2 separate regions of the Columba livia genome follow, and region 2 is linked to region 1. Evidence: chromatin contacts called from public Hi-C data. All regions are on one chromosome and are shown on one strand. Each heading gives the region's core, a stretch centred on a gene start, on an enhancer-like site or on the middle of the called end of the contact. The rest is flanking DNA. Distances are from core to core; before and after follow the strand shown.

Region 1 (5,393 bases), core at 985-3,484:
CTTCAGTTTGGTTTTTTGGGTTTTTTTGTTGTTGTTTTTTTGGTTTTGTTTGTTGGTTTGTTTGGTTTTTTGTGGGGTTTTTTTTTGTTTTCTTTTTTTTGTTTTTACAAAATGTGCTTCTGTCTGATAGACATATAATGAGACAGTACAATACATACTGGAAAGATATAATGAGTTGTCAGGGGTATACTACTGCACAGTTTAAGACCAAATATGTGGTGGTGTATTAATTCATCTGGTTATTCCTGTTTTCTTACAATCAGCTCTGTTCTCTTACCTGTTCCAAAGGAATTAGATTTTCCCTGTGATACATATTTTTCAGGGATGTCTGTATTGTTTTCTTCTCCTCTGAGCCTCCTGCTGCAGTGCTGGAATTTTAGAAGGCACACTATAAGGAAATGTCCTAGCAATGTCCTTTGGGCCATGAAATGATTGGGCAAAAATCATATGGGAAGAAGTCTTTTAAGTTCCCTAATTCATGGTGTGACATGACTATGGGATACTCTTGGGTTGCTTGCTTTGAGTGAATTCCTATCTCATATGGCTGTAAGGAAGATAAGGAATGTAACTGAGGTGCATACTAAAGTCTTTAAACAAGAGGCAGATGTCAGGAATTTGCTGCCAAAGCCCTCTTGAGTGTCATATGGAAACCACATCTCCAGAGCTACATTGTCCCTAAACATGTCATGAAGTTATCACCCCCATTATGACGTCTGCAGCCACACAGGCTCCTGTAACACCTAACTGCATTTTTCATAAAAGAAATGGTAGCAGCTCCATTTTTTATGTAGTATACCCTTGTGTATAAAGATCCCAGGTCGTGTAGTGAAACACCTCGCTTTTTAGCTACTCCTCCAGTAATACTTAGCCTGCATACCAGTAAGTGTCTCTTGTTGCAAACGGGTAAGATTTTGTGACAAATACAATCTGCTTTGTCTGCATGTTGTTAGCACTTTATAGCAGTGGGGAATATGCCAGCAGAGGGACTGCAGTAATAATTTATGTGGCAGCTTATCACCACAGGAAGTAAAATAATATTCTGCTCTTTCACAGGAGCCAGATAAAGGAAAACAAATCTCCAAAGCATTTTTTGTCAGATGTTCATCCAATAGAATTCCCCACAGAAACTCCGATAGGAGATCTGAATGGCTCACTGTGTTTTCCATTTCATTACCGCTCAACACTCCAGAGTGTGAAAATAGGGAAAGATTAGTTCATTCTCTTAATAATTCTTAGGTTTTACAGAAATATGCAGATGATGAGAAACAGATACCTAGAAATAAATACAGACTATGCATTACATTCCAAGGTTTTTTACCAGCATGAATTCTTTAATTTTTCCACCCAACAAGCATCCACTCAAGAAAAATACAAGCATTTGACGTTAGTTTGATGCAAAAAGTAATTAATATGTAAATGCCGCTTTCGAACTGGATCCTCCTGCTGAAAGATACCAACAACTCCAATAGCCCCTGCGGATGAACTTAACTAGAACACAATGGGAGTTTGGAGCGTATCTGTGTCGATTTTGCACCCAGACGGGACTGCAGCACCATGGCTGGCTGCGGTGGGGCTGGATGCACGGCCTGCTGTGCCCACACACCCGGAAATTTGTATGATTAAAGTTTCCCACAGCCCTCTGGTATGGTGTTCGTGCTTAGCACCTAGCTCAGTCTTCTGTTTATTTCACCTGGTTCACAATACCTAGCTAATAACTCCGCAGAATTAAGCAGCTAAAGCCCCTATCCCCAAAGTAAGTGAGCAGGTCCTGCTATTGCTCCATCTCATCTCACGGTGGTAGCAGAGCCCTGACTTTATTTGGGCTGAGCAAGAAATGCCCACTTGCCTCCATGGTGTTTTTTTCAGCTTTTGTTTTGAAGCTTGGAGGGTTTGCGTGGAATTACACGCGAACTGAGGCAGGATGAGTCACGCTGAACCCGGGGAATGTCAGAACCGTGGGCTCAAGCTCCGGGCAGCTGCCGGGGGCATTTACTGGCAAGAATGACCTTGGCTGCTGGGGTTTCCTTTTACTGACTCCCCAGATTTATACCCAGGTTTAATCCTAAAATAAAGAAGGGCCTCCACGAGCACAGGGGGAAACCCCACGGCACCATTTGCAGCATAAGGGCACGATCGTTGTGCCGGCTCTGCCCGAGCGAGCGGCGGCTCACGGCGGCGGGCAGGGAGCAGCGCAAGCAGCACTCCGGGGCCTGGGGGGGGGATCCCCGCACCGCACCGCACCGCACCGCACCGCACCGCACCGCCTGCCAGGGTGAGCACCGCAATCCGCCCACGCCAAACTCCGCTCCGCCCCACCCCACCCCGCACCGAACCCGCGGGCAGCGTCGGGGGCCGGCGGGCGCTGCCGGGGCGGGGGCGCCGCGTCAGCTGCGCGCCGGAAGGAGCCGTCGCCTCCCGAATGGCGGCGGGAGGCGGCGTGTGGCGGCAGGTGGGGGCCGTGGGGGAGGCGCGGTCGCTCCGCCGCTGAGCCGCGTCGTCTTCGTGCTCCGCGCTCGCAGCCGTTCCCTGCCCGCGGAGCCGCATGTTCCGCCACCGGCCCCGGGCAAGGGGAGGGGGATCCGTTTGGGAACCGCCGGTGCTGGTGCTGGCCGGGCAGAGGCGGTGGCTCCTGGGCACAAGGGCTGTGGCGGCTGGCGTGCGCCAGGCGGCCGAGACTCGGGGCTTCGGGCTGTGCCCGGGCCGCGGAGCCGTGTCCGGCGCTTCCCGGTAGCGCTGCCCGGGCTGGTCTGCTCCGCAGGCGGCGGAGAAGCCGCGTTTGGGGCTTGGCGTCAACTCCGGGCGCGCGTTGTGCTCGGATTTCTGGCACAGGGAGCGTTGGGAGGCCGGGTTGGGTTTGGCAAAGTTGCCCAGAGAGGTGGTGGATGAACCATCCCTGGAGACATCCCAGGCCGGGCTGGACGGGGCTCTGAGCAACCTGAGCTGGTGAAGATGTCCCTGCTCATGGCAGGGTGAGCATTGGAGGGCCCTAAAATCCAAACCATCCTGTGGTTCTATGAACTAAAGTTGTGAAGGCTGCCTGTATGACATGAAGCATTTTAAGCCTATATGTTCAAGCCCAAGCAGGTAATACAAAAATTAGCATAATCTTCCAATATGTTAATGCCAACACAGGAAATGGCATCAACAGTTTTTAGGTAAGGGGCACTAGGGTGCTCATAGCTGGTGAGAGCTGGGTGTCTTTGTTAAATACATCATTCATATAACACTTGGTGACTGTGGGTGTGATCTAAGCTTGTCATTTCAGTTTTTAAAAGACATAAATTTTGTTTTCAGATACATGGTTCATTAGTGTTTCGCATACCCATCACAAAACGATCGGCTTTGTGGAGCGTAGGAAAATAAATGTCCTCTTTGTTTTTCTGTTCACAAAATATTATTAATTTATTTATGCCTTAAGGCAGAGATACAACTCAGCCTTGGACGTCAGGCAGTAAGGATGATTTCAGGTGTTGGTTCGTTGTTGTTTTGTTTTTTTTCTGGGTAAAAATAAAGAGCACCAAAGGCAGGAGGCATTAACTGCCCAATTAGTGCAGGCATAGAAAAGTAGCTGAATTTTCTCCAGAAGGGGCAGATACTGCTTTTGCAAAATTTCAGGGACTAACCTACGATAATACATACAGTAATTGCGTCCAGTTCTGAGAGATTTCTATGAAGAACAAGATCCCTTAAAGTGGTCAAGTTGCGCACACAAGGCCTTCTGTTCATTTGGAGACCTTGACTTAGCATTGTGAGTCTGTGCTTTCATGATAACACCTTTTTTTCAGGGGGATTGTTTTTGATACAAGCTAATCAGTAGCTCTTCCTAAAATACATGTTGTCTGTAAGCTACTAACAAGTATATATTTGATTATTCTTTGGAGCATTGTAAAAGAGCATTGGAGCATTGCAGCCCTATTGGACATTGTAAACTGATTTTTGTCGCGTAAAATATCACTGAAGCAATGTTAAAACTGTGTCAGGATGTCACTATTTGTGTTTGGTTTTAGGTTGAATATCCTGATGCACAACTGGGTGTCCTATTGGAGCGTGGTGGAACTTGTATGATCACATCTTGCCTGAGGTCTCAGAAATGATGTCATGAGGGTATCTTGCTGAGCAAAACTGTAACCTGCTCATAGAAGAGTTATCATATCACTGTGACAGCACTTTGTGGGGGACTGTTTGGGTACCGTAGATGTTCCTCTCAGCACATCGTGGTAGATGTACCAGAGGAAGAGATGGATAACGCCACATTTAGAAGCAACACTGTACTGTCTGATGTGCACTTACACTGTCCAAATAAAAGACATCTCATGGTGCGATTGAACACAGTTGGACAGCCAGGTAATGCATGTTTAGACTGGAGCTATACTTTAAGCGTATTCATATATTTGCAATATATGAATCCTGCTTTGAGTGGTTAATATGAATTATTACATTTTATTCCAGTGAGAATCACTTCCTACTCAGTCTTTAAGAAGAGATTGCGACTGAGTAGGTGCCGAGTCAGCCAGTAAACTGAAAGTGCTTCATTTATTTCTACTGACGGAACTTAATAACAGAAATATTTCTTCATAGCAAATTAAACTATATTTCAAGTTACCTGTATGATTTTTAATCCTCTAGGTTTTTGATATGTGATATGCATACCAAAATTTCATGCAAGTGGAAGCTGTGCATAGACTCTGTCCTTACCTGCTGTTGAACTTCTCTCCCCACTCTGTGCTCTTACAGTATTCCTGTCGTATTTCAAACTCCTTTGGAACACAGAAGATTCGTCACCTGAGAAAGATGTGAGAGAAGCTACAACAGAAAGGGAACACCCGTATGGAAGTGGAGATGTACTGTGTGACAAGGACGGCAATAATCTAAAAAAAGAGAGAGAGACAAATATTGAAGGAGTAGAAGCTCTGCTGGATGATGACGGAGACTTGGAAGTGGTTAGAAGACCTCGAAGTGCCTCTGATTTAGAAGCAGAGAATCTTTTGAGGGATAGAGTGTATCCTGTAATTCTGATGAAAGGGGGAGAAGATGCTTTTGAAGATGAAGAACAAGGCGGCACCTGCAGTGATGTTGTTAAAATAGGTAAACAGTAGGCTTACAGTCAAGGAGAAATGGAATAACTGTGTTTGTGGAAAACAAAAGAAAGCTCGATTTTCTTTAGAAATGTAATAGCAGTTGTTAAGTGAAAGGAGATAACAAACCAAACATAATACTGTGACATTGTAATTATTTTTAAAATTTACCATTTTTCTCCAGAAGTTATTTGAGCAGTAGTGTACCATGGGAGACTCAGTGTTCCTTAGTTAGAGTGGGGATTTTGGCATTATCTAGCATTATTATATAGAACGAAGAGTGTTTAGTTCTATATTTGAAAAGGAAGCATGACTTGA
Region 2 (5,393 bases), core at 2,128-4,627, 140 kb after region 1:
GGTAAGTGCCAGGGGACTGTGTTTCTCATAATGCTCGTGGTTCTACACGCTCATAGAAGTGAAATATTTTAAAAGTCAACAGAGAAGATGGTGTTTTCTGACCCAATCATGACTTAAGAGGCTGAAAGCTTCCCTAGAAATGTTGAAAGATAAACTGAGAAACTCAGACTAATTTTTCCAGCATTAGTCTATCTACAGAAACATCCATTTTCTGAAATCTGCTAGGACCTAAGACTTTCAGAACAAATCATTTTAAGTCCAGTTTATTTTGTTGTTCCTGTTCTAGTCACCTTTATGAAAGTGCAGGAGCTCAAAGGAAAGGCTTCAAAAAGAACAGTCAAATAACATCTCTTACAACAAGGAAGGAGACACATAAATTTTTAAAAATCCCTTAGACCAGCAGGCAATTCAACTCAGATATGCTACATCCCATCTATCTAACTGACAGGACCTTTCCACTCCTGAAATTTTGCTTCAGGTTACAGTGTGAATGTACCCTAAATTTGGTTTAGGATGCTTAACGTGGGAATTTTCTCTGAAATCATCTGTGAAAAAATACCCTCCTTGCACCTAGAAGGGGTGCACCCCTCAAAGAGCTTGACACCGTCAGGTCCGGACTGCAAAAACACAAGGAAGCTACAGACTCTGTAACTGAGGACAGCACCAGCACCTGAGCAATTCAGCTGTTTTGATTGATTTCTTGTAACTACTGAAGAGTTCATCCAGAAAGCTCCTCTATACCCTTCAAATCTCTTCTTTATGGAGAATATGCATTTTCATATTACTTTAAGTACTCAATTACTTAAAGTTCTCAATGTCAGAGCACCTCCACCAGTGGGTGGTGGACAGTGCCTGACGATGGGGACCATCCTGAAGGCAGTTCCCTGTATACATCCTGATCCCAGTAAACACTGACTGCTGGTAGAGTTGGGATATTGGGATACATGGAAAAAGTAGTACAGTGGTTCTTATTAACATATCTGAAATCAATAATAGTAATGTAGGTGCCTCTAGATCAGCCACATTAATAACCTACATTCTCCAGTTAAGACTTTATAACTTGGAAAACTTTTCCTGTGCTTCTAATTCTGCTGCTTCTCGTTTCCTCTTAAACTCAGTTTACATGGTGTCTCAGCCTCCAGTCATCCTAGCAGGAATATTCTCATGCAATCCGACATCCACAATATGCCCTTCCTGCCGCCAGCACATCACCACACGGGTCACCTACAGACTGGGCAGGCTGTCTTACCTGCTGTGCACCAGCTTGTGTATGGTTGGGTAAGATTTCATGTATACTTTGAAGACTTTTCATAGCAGAAAGTTTAAAAAGACTCACTAAAAAAAACAGAAGTTCTACTTAGCATTTATATAGACAGTTTGCCCTTCTCTAGCTGATAAGAAGCCATTCTGTCCATTCTAGATACAGTAATCATCGCTACAGTGGATGCCAACTTGTAAAATTTAACCAAATACATTATTACTTTTCATAGGATGAGCAAAAATTAGTATAATGTTGTCTGCTTCTCTACGGTACTTAAGAATAAGGCTCAGAATCAGACTAATGCATGAGACATCAGCAGTGAAGATGATTAATTATTTAGAAGATACTTTGACCATTAAAAGACTTGAGAAGGGGGATTAATGCAGTGAAAAGGCAGACAGAATACGGCAGAGAAACAGCTCAAAAGAAAAGAAAGAAAAGTCAGCAGAAAGAAAAGTCAGTAACTCATCCCGTGCCTGTCCATCTCCTCTCTGGCTGTAGGTGCTGTTTTGGATGCTGCTTCATACCTTTGTTCATAAGGTGCTTCAAGGACGCAGACCATTACTGCCCATACTGCGAATTTCATATTTATAGATACAAAAGACTATAGAAAGAAAGTTCATACAACCAGATGACGTCAAGTCTCTGTTTCCTAATGGCGTAAGATTCTACATGTAAAACTACTGTTAGGAAACACATACGGGTAGGCTTAGGTCGTGCAGCTCCCTTGCTGGTGAACCGTCTGGAGTTACCATTACATGGTTGGACTGACTTAAAACAAAAAACCTTGAAGACCAATTTACAAAGCATCACTTGAATTTACGCTCTATTTGAATCGCTGTCCTGAGCTGTGAAGTGACCGGCTAGTGAGTACTGCAGTGCTGCTGCTCTCCAATCTCCAACCCAGCTGGGACACAGACTCTTCTGGACTTTCCAACCCACCAGTAACGGAGAGGTTTGGACATGCACGTTTTAAAGAAGCACTTACCTTCTATGCACTGGAACTGACTGGTCGGGACTTCATTTCTCTCTGATCTTCTTCGTATGGGCCCCTGCAGGGCCGTGGGTGGTACAGTGTAGCTCATTATTTATTAATGAAACACTAACTTATAAGACTGCCTTTACTCTATTGTACATGAGGTAAGAAAATAAACTTGCTATTGTCAACAACACTGGTAACACGTCTCCTGTCTGCATTGCTTCTATGACCCGTTGCATCCAGAGTGCAGATGCAGGTCAGACTGGGACACCCTGGTTACTTTCACAAACCAAGAACCAAAAGGCAAACATACAAAGAAGAAAAATCAGCAAGCACGGCTTGAAAAAAGTCACCAAAACAAGGCACTCATTTTACCTCTCTGCCTTCCCACTGCGGGACATCATCTCCCAAAGCAGGACCCACTGGGCTTTACACCTCACAGAGAACCTTTATGGTCCTCATCCGAAGTCACTTGTCTTATAAAACCGAGTCTCTGCAATTACTTGCCCAGAGGGTGCCCAGACCCTGCTCAACACTGACAGCAGCAGCTGGAAAGGTAAAGGGAAAAACAGAACAAACCCCAGTTTTTCAATGTTAGCAGCGTGGCTGCTGCGGGCAAGCGGGATGTGTGGGACACACCACGGCGGTTTGTTGTGGCTGAGACCTGCCCACGCTCTGAAGGGCCTGCAGATACTACGTACCCTGTTTCCCCAAAAATACAACAGGGTTTTATAGCAATTTTTGCTCCAAAAGACGCACACTTTTTTACATATCTAGCTGCCTGGACACTATTTAAATTGACTTTTTAAAACAGACTGTAACTAGGGTTTATTTTTGAAGTAGGGCTTATATTTTGAGCATCTTCAAAAATCCTGAAAAAAAATCCCACTGGGGCTTATTTACGGGGTAGCTCTTATTTTTGGGGAATCAGGGTAGTTAAAATAACTTTAAAACTCGTCACTTAGCCTGGCGTTACGTTCGGTCAAACCCTTCGCTTTAGCTACTCGGTGAATTAAAGCCATAAAAAGACGGTTGAGTCCCTAAGTAGCAACCGGTAATAGCGGCTGCCGAGCCCCGCGGATCCTCTCAGGGCGGATTTTCGGCCGGGCGGGCGCGCCGCTCTGCGCACCCGGGGACGCTGTTCACCGAGCGGCGGGAAACGTCCGGCCAGCAGCGCACAGCGCCGGCCCAGGCTGCCTTACTGCTGGAGAGACACACCGCCCACCTCTGCCCTGCCTCATTTTACACAAAGTCACGACCGAGCGCAACTTTCAGTGGGAAAACGGACCGAACGGCTCCTGCCCGCGGGCCCGGCTCCTCAGCCCCTCAGGGAGCGCGGCCGCGCCGCCCGCCCCCTGGCGGGAACAGCCCGCGCTCCGGGACAGCCGCAGCCCGGGCCGTGCGGGGACAGCGGCGGAGGGCGCTGCCACAACCGAGGTTTTTGCTTCAAATACGAGAACCGCCGTCTTCAGACTACAGAAACTCCCGTCTTTAGATTATAAAACAAGTGAAAAAAGCGTAAGTGTATTAACAGAAGTAAAAACTGTTTAACAACTGCACGGAGCCGGCTCAGACCTGTGCCGGAGCGGCAGCCTGACCTCCCAGCCGGGCAGGCACCACAACTGAAATAAAGCCCCATTGCCCATTGCTGAGGGAGAGCAGCAAAACCGCGGGATCCTGTTGAAGAAAACTTGTAGCAGCCAAACACAAACCCTTCAGACTGTTCCACACACCTCCACGGAGCCTGAAATGGGACTGGGTGCCAGAGGGATGTCCTGTGACAAACCACCGACCATCCCCAGCACCCGAGCACAGGGGGTGCCAAAAGCACATCACCTGGAAACAAACCGACCATTACCTGTTGGAATTGTTTTTATATTTTATCCATTTAGATACAGGTGTGGTGGTGCTATTTCCTGGGTGACGTTCTCTCTACACACTGACTCCCTGGCCCTGCGTGAAGCCCAGAGCCACCACCTCCGGGCATCCACCCAGCACAGGTCCCACAGCAGCCGTCACTAGGGACCAGGGTCACTGACCCACCATCAGCTTCAACCTGATGGGAAATAACAGCACAGTGGTTCAATACACAAGCAGCCAAGCAGGCGTCAGCTCAACAAGCTCTGCAGTGTTTTGCACATTTTAAAAACAAATGTTACTGGTTTTCTCCATTTTAAAATCTGGTTGTGAAACAGCAAGCTGTGAAGCAGTGGTGAATAACACATCAAGCTGGATAACATTTAGGAAGAAAGGTGCACAAGCAATGTATACCTCACAAAGAAATCATACATAATTTAAGATGTGCAGAAGACATTTAACAGAAGTAGTTAAAACATTTTTACACCAATATTTGGAGGCACAATAGTTCACGCAAGCATTTAATAAAAAATAAAGGCTTCCAGCTACAGCCTCGTGGTTCACAAATACCATTTCCTGCCCTGCTTGGTACACAGCTAATTTCAACATCACCTGGGACAGAAGTTGAGCACAACTTAGAAGCGAGATTCAGGCATATCACACTTCAGTATTTTCCCCTTTTTTTGACCCTGAAGACCAGGCAGGTTTAAAAGCCAGCACTGACAGCACACCGCTCACACCCAACACTGATGCTCTTCACCTCAAAATCCAAATGCTCGTTCAGCTCCTCTGAGAAAAAACGAAGAGTTGAAAACCTGGAAATTATACAGAAGTCAGGATTTACCTTCTGGTCCAGCTCTCCCTGCACAATCAATGTCATTCTTCACACAGTTTGGCTGAGTTCTGCAAAATTTCTCTCTTTGATCTAACCCAAATCACCCTGACTTCTGAGCAGCCCACTAGCTTTTGCTCCCAGTCTTTCCTAAAATGAACAAAAGACACCTAGGCAGTGTTTATCCTCGGCCGCTTTATTTACACTACATACACAGTTGCTACAGAAAATTATTTCTCACAAAGGATGTTTAAATAGCAAAAACGGCGTAGCTGAGCCCTGGGCCTGCAGCCGGTGCAGAGCCTGTGGCTGGTCCAGGCTGCGGGGGTGCCCGGCTGTGGGGGGGTGCCGGGGGGCGCCTTGGGGTGCCAGCCCCCGGGTAGATCTGCTCTGCACCTCCTGCGCTCGGGCACAGCCCCGTTCCTTCCATAGTGTCCTGCCGCAGCACTCATGTCCCGGTGTCA

Evidence for each region. A called contact is a pair of places that touch in the nucleus more often than the background predicts.
Region 2: a Hi-C map of liver shows a contact between it and region 1, with 3 times the contacts expected there. The contact joins the enhancer-like site here to the promoter of METTL22 in region 1. A contact is called at or near these places in 2 of 2 Hi-C or Micro-C datasets (crop and liver).

What each region holds. Positions count from the first base shown.
Region 1 is chr15:6,724,730-6,730,122 of bColLiv1.pat.W.v2, forward strand. It overlaps METTL22 (methyltransferase 22, Kin17 lysine), which reads left to right and starts at 2,235. Exons shown (of 11, transcript XM_065030780.1): 1 at 2,235-2,272; 2 at 4,008-4,344; 3 at 4,735-5,085. The coding sequence starts at 4,239.
Region 2 is chr15:6,864,219-6,869,611 of bColLiv1.pat.W.v2, forward strand. LOC102097531 (cell death-inducing p53-target protein 1-like) reads left to right here. Exons shown (of 5, transcript XM_013369018.3): 3 at 1; 4 at 1,119-1,278; 5 at 1,763-2,440. The coding sequence ends at 1,871. Among named protein-coding and RNA genes, the nearest start is that of CARHSP1, 34 kb to the left of the region's middle. Within about 2 kb of position 3,378, at least 1 of the 3 cell types and tissues checked has an H3K27ac peak away from gene starts, as active enhancers do.